2 separate regions of the Mus musculus genome follow, and region 1 is linked to region 2. A link is a contact called in public HiChIP or PLAC-seq data. All regions are on one chromosome and are shown on one strand. Each heading gives the region's core, a stretch centred on a gene start, on an enhancer-like site or on the middle of the called end of the contact. The rest is flanking DNA. Distances are from core to core; before and after follow the strand shown.

What was found. HiChIP or PLAC-seq counts read pairs in DNA pulled down with a chosen protein or histone mark.
Region 1: a FOXA1 HiChIP or PLAC-seq map of pancreatic cancer cells shows a contact between it and region 2. The contact joins two enhancer-like sites. A contact is called at or near these places in 1 of 39 promoter capture datasets (stem cell-derived epiblast-like cells) and 2 of 115 datasets of contacts at active chromatin or transcription factors (bone marrow-derived macrophages and pancreatic cancer cells).

The regions. Positions count from the first base shown.
Region 1 is chr13:17,704,180-17,706,879 of GRCm38.p6, forward strand. No RefSeq gene overlaps it. Among named protein-coding and RNA genes, the nearest start is that of Mplkip, 10 kb to the left of the region's middle. Within about 2 kb of position 1,447, at least 45 of the 459 cell types and tissues checked have an H3K27ac peak or open chromatin away from gene starts, as enhancers often do. A contact at or near this core is called in pancreatic cancer cells, where this site is marked.
Region 2 is chr13:16,845,987-16,848,686 of GRCm38.p6, forward strand. No RefSeq gene overlaps it. Among named protein-coding and RNA genes, the nearest start is that of Gm25020, 360 kb to the right of the region's middle. Within about 2 kb of position 1,430, at least 24 of the 459 cell types and tissues checked have an H3K27ac peak or open chromatin away from gene starts, as enhancers often do. A contact at or near this core is called in pancreatic cancer cells, where this site is marked.

The DNA of each region.
Region 1 (2,700 bases), core at 197-2,696, 860 kb after region 2:
AACCTACATCTTGTTCTTATAAAGTATATTGGATGTCTTTGATTAATTCTGTGCAGTTATATTCTGGTTTTATGCTAATTTGATATCCAAGGACCCATTTCCCATCTTGCACTTGTCTTTTAACATCTGTATACACAGGTTGGTGTTTGCTCATTAAATAGAGAAGAAGGTATGCCAGGTTCAGTTCTTGATAAAGGGCACAATATAAAAAGCTGCTCACTCTTGTAGAACTTTCATTGAGGAACAAATAGTGCTACAGAAGAGAGAATTGAGCTAGAGGGAGGTTTTTTGACAAGCTGGGATTTTTCTAAGACTCTAAATACTTCAGATGGTGTATATGTAGATGACTACAGTATAAAATCCAAATGTACTTTTACAATATAGGCTATAGTCACCTCTCATAATGAGACTAGCCTCAGAAGAAACCATTCTTGCTGACTTAGTCCTGGACTTCCAGCCGCCAGAACTGTGAAAAAATATCTGCTGTTAGGCCAAATTGTGGTTTTTCTACCTAGCAACCCTAGCAACAAATACAAAAACATGTTCATGTTTTAGAATTTATGAACCACTGTACACACAGTCATTGGCAACGTTAGGATATAGGTTAATGTTTATGAGGAGAAACTAGTTGGCATCCTTCAGTGTTTCCCCAACAATGGCCAAATAAATGCAGGCACAGAAACAATATTTGGGGATTCTGAATCTAAGCTTTGTCTAAAGGATCTAAGGAAACAACTGGAAGTACTCAGGAATTGGAGGCATTAATCATGAAAAGGCATTAGAGTCTGTTTCTAAAATCTTCAGGGTGAAGCCTGAGCTCTAGAGACTCCATACAGCTACCCCTGGATCTAGAATGTCAAATAAAAGGATATGTGATGGTAAAGAGTAGATTTACTCATTGGCAACATTGGAAGGAAGATGAAACAAAGGGACCCAATGACCTCCTGGTCTGTCTGCTGGATATTGACAAGAGCTTTTGGGTTAAACATAGGAATAGCTGAACAGTGAGCAAGAAGTATGTAATTATAGTAGTCCTGGTTTAAGTGTGGTTCATGTTTATCCTGGATGTGTGTCTGTATATCACATTTGTGCCTGGTATCCTTGGAGGCCAGAAGTCATCAGATTCTCTGGAACCATAGTTATAGATGGTTCTGAGCCAGTACGTGGGTGAGCATCAAACCTGACTCTTCTCTAAGAGCCACATGGATGCTGGGAATCAGACTTGACGACTCTGGAAGACAGCCAGTGCTCTTAGCTGCTGAGCCATCTACAGAAATCGTTCGGCAGCACTTATTAAGATTTTGAAAGACTACATAAAAGGTGACTGAATGAGAAAACAATAAGAAAAGATGACGGGAAGCCTCTGAGTGGGTTGGGGAGGGTAAAAAGAATGAATCAGGAAGTGACTGTAGCAAGGAGTGAGTTAATATAGTTTGATGAGTCAAAAAAGAATGATCTGAAGGTGAAAGAATTCCAAACACATACTTAAGACTAAAGGCTCCATATTTACACAGGCTGGGAAACTGCCCTCAATCGTAGTTGGTATCCTCAGGGAAGATTTGGCCAAAGCAGAAGTATAAGGGAACACTTAAAAGATAGCAGATTCCTCAAACCCAAACACTTGAACACATTAAGGCAAAAATAAAGTAATTTTCTTAGATTTTGCAGAAAAAAAAAATTTAGCTCCCAGTATCAACATAGAGTAAACAATCATTGAGGGGTGGGAGGAGACCTTTAAATGTGGAACTCTGGGGCTGGAGATAGCTCAGCAGTTAGGAGCACTGGTTGGCTTCCAGAGGAGTCAAGTTTGATTCCTAGCATCCATGTGGCAGCTAACACCATCTCTTAAGCTCAGGCCCAGGAGATCCAGTGCTACCACCTGCACTAATACAAGCACCATTCACACACATGGTGCAGATGCATGCAGACAAAACACTCAATCTTTTAAAAATACTTTACAACTCGGAAATTCTGATGCACTGTAACTACATAACTTTTATCATGTGTGTGTGTTGCTTGGCTTTCTGTGGACATGTTCACTGGAAGGTGCAGCGCTCTGAGAGATTTTTGTCGACTATTTGTCTTCTAGTATTTGTCTTCTGTTAGATGGACATGGGTATCAGAATCTGCCAATTCCCCATTTGTACTTTATTCCAGTTTAATTTTTGCCGTGAACTGTACAAAGGAGCACCCGTCAGATGGATGTGTTGGCTTGCTTTCTCAGGTGAGGATAGTGGTGTTAGCCTATCCACCTGTTTGATTGGAGCTGTTTAGAATGTCCCATGGGTCTCAGTTTTTCTAGTCTTTTTTTTTTTCTTTAGTGATAGCTTTAGTAATTATTACAGGTAACCTTTCATTATTACTTTAGCTCAAGTTATGGAAATAACATTCCTGCTTTCATCAGTTGTTTTGGTGGTATGTAAATAGCTCCTTTCTGGACAATTCTTGCCCTAGAAGGGCTTTGTTCGGATAGAACTGCTACTATGCTGGGTTGGAGCATTACAAAAAGAACTGAACCAAAATAACTACAAAGCAGTAGTCCTGGTGGGCCGTATCTGTAGCCTGATCTCTAGCAATAGAAGAGATTCTTGCATAATTTTTAGCTAAATTTTCTGGTGTTCGCAACCCCAAACATGCTGACCTGATAGAGAATTTGGTTGAGGTGAGATAGCAAACTCAAGCGTGAAGTTTGCAGAATGA
Region 2 (2,700 bases), core at 180-2,679:
GATCCTCAGCCTTTCCTCAGGCTTTCCATGAGTCATCCTTTTTTTTTTTTTTTTTTTTTGAGAGAAGACCCCATGATTTCCAGATCTGCAGATTTTTGGGAATACGGCTGACATGCCCATGGATGTGTTGGTCCATGGGTGACTGTAGCTGTGATCTGCTCAGTGACCTTTGACCTGAGACACTTTTATATTCATTCCTTCAGACTCAATATACCCAAGGTGGGAGACAGCTCTGAGAAATGTGCAGTATACCTCATGATGTTAGGTTTGGAAACAATTTACTTCCTTATATTCCGGGATTGTTAAATATCCATAAAAAGTACTGCTAACTTTTTCTTTACAGTATCTTTATACATCCATATTCTGATCATAAATTAAAGAGACATAACAGAAGAAGTCAAAGTAATGCTCTTAAAAAGTATCTCATCAAAGGAGTACCTTAGCCTACAGAACGTTCCAGAGCTAAAAGAGATTTTGACCCCATCCAGTGACACTTGGGCAAGTTAAAGATCTCTGTTTAGATTATCCTTAATAAATGTATGATTTGCATCCTTATGTATAAGCAATAATAGTAAACTGTGGGATGCTGAGGAAGACTTGAGTAAATATGTCAAGAGCAGATGTCCTGAGCTAACATAAATTGCTGATATGGACACAACCATAGCAAATAACTTACGTCTCCCACACACATATCAGATGAGGTCAGAGGGATGGCTAAGCTTTCCTCTGGTCTGAGTGCAAAAGCTGAGAATGCGTGCAATTACAAGTGTTCATGAACAATTGGCCTCTGGGTGAGGAAACTAGCTAACTGCAACTTCCTATTTCCTGGATGTTTACAGCCCAAGATTGCTGAAATGCAGAGGCCTCACTCTGAGACTATCCAACTCCTCCTGCTATGCTGTACATCATGAATGTGCTGAGGTTCCAGGATGCTGTTCCACCAGAGCACACACAGCCATGTTGACTCAAGGTCTTCCGCATACATGTCTGAGTATCTGTCCTTTCTTCATTCCCTCACCACCTCTAATCAGATTTTGTCTTCTACTTTAGAAACGCTGCATGAAGTCAAAACAAGAATTTCCATATTGTAAGCTTTTTCTGTGGATCACACAAGACTCTAATAAATCTACCTATCTACTACCTTAAACTTAGATAATCTAACACACACACACACAAAGAGAGAGAGAGAGAGAGAAGAGAGAGAGAGAGAGAACACACACAGGAGAGAGAGAGAGAGAGAGAGAGAGAGAGAAAGAGAGAGCAATCAACAAACAAAAACAAAAGTAGCCATAATAGCCAGTCAGATACCAAGTCTTCCAAGCCAGATCTTGGCTTACTTTAAAACAGTATCCTGCATATCCTATCAGCATGCATGACACTTTGGTGAGTAATTTCTTGCTGTAAGGGCTGTGCTGTGCCTTCTGGAATGCTTATCAGTCTTCTTGGCTTCTATTGACTAGGTGCCAGTAGCAAACCCACTTCCTTTCTACTCACTATATCGTGCTGCCACACTTAGGCAAATAAAAAATAATGACTGCAGATGTCATCAAACGTCCCAGAAGGGGAAAATTTGCACCATTCCCTCTACAGAACCACTTGCCAAAAGTATAAAATAAAAGTGGAGGCTATTCTGAGAGAGCCTTCCAAGAACTTCACAAAAGCGATTGTGCTACATACTCTCTACCTTCGAGCTCTGCTTTTACTACTGTAAATTTTGCCCTGAGATCCGCCAAAGGGGATAACATAGAGCCTCTTTTTCACGTCTTCACAAATGGGATGAGTGGAGATGACTGAAGTAGGGGAGGTGAGGCTCATAGTAAACGCGGTTGAGGTTGCCTAATAGAAACTACTTGTCACACGGGGCTCTTTCTAAGCTACAATTTTCTCCAGGTAGCAAACAAACCAGTTCTGATCTGTTTGACCTGTTTCACCTGTGGTGGATAACTACCTATATACAAAGTATCCAGTGTTCCCAACTGATATAAGTAATTGAAATTTAATAGACAATGCTGAGTCACAGCAGAATTCACTTGAATAAGCAGGAAATTAATAGAGGAAATACTCCACGGGTGATCATGGGCAGATACAAAGCTTGTGCAAAGTATAATGAAAAACACAATATTTGACATTATGTGTCACTCTGTGACACATAAATGCTATCTTTTTTTTTTGAGGGAAATGCATTTTATTATTTTATATATATATATTTAATTAGGTATTTTCTTCATTTACATTTCAAATGCTATCCCAAAAGTCCCCCATACCCTCTCCCCCCACTCCCCTACCCACCTACTCCCACTTCTTGGCCCTGGCATTCCCCTGTACTGGGGCATATAAAGTTTGTAATACCAGGGGTCTCTCTTCCCAGAGATGGCCGACTAGGCCATCTTCTGCTACATATGTAGCTAGAGACACGAGCTCTGGGGGTACTGGTTAGCTCATATTGTTGTTCCACCTATAGGGTTGCAGACCCCTTTAGCTCCTTGAGTACTTATGGATTTATTCTAGTTGGAGCTGTAGTTGGTTGGAGATGAGAGTCTTCTGAACATAAGTGGGCCTGAAATGATTCTACAGAGTCCTGTTGGGAGGCAAGGGGAGATGTGATAGTTCATGAGTAGAACAGGGAGAAAGCAGAGTCAGAGAACTACGTTGTACTACAGAGAGAGCCTTGAGCAAAAGGATGGATAACAGTGCCATAGG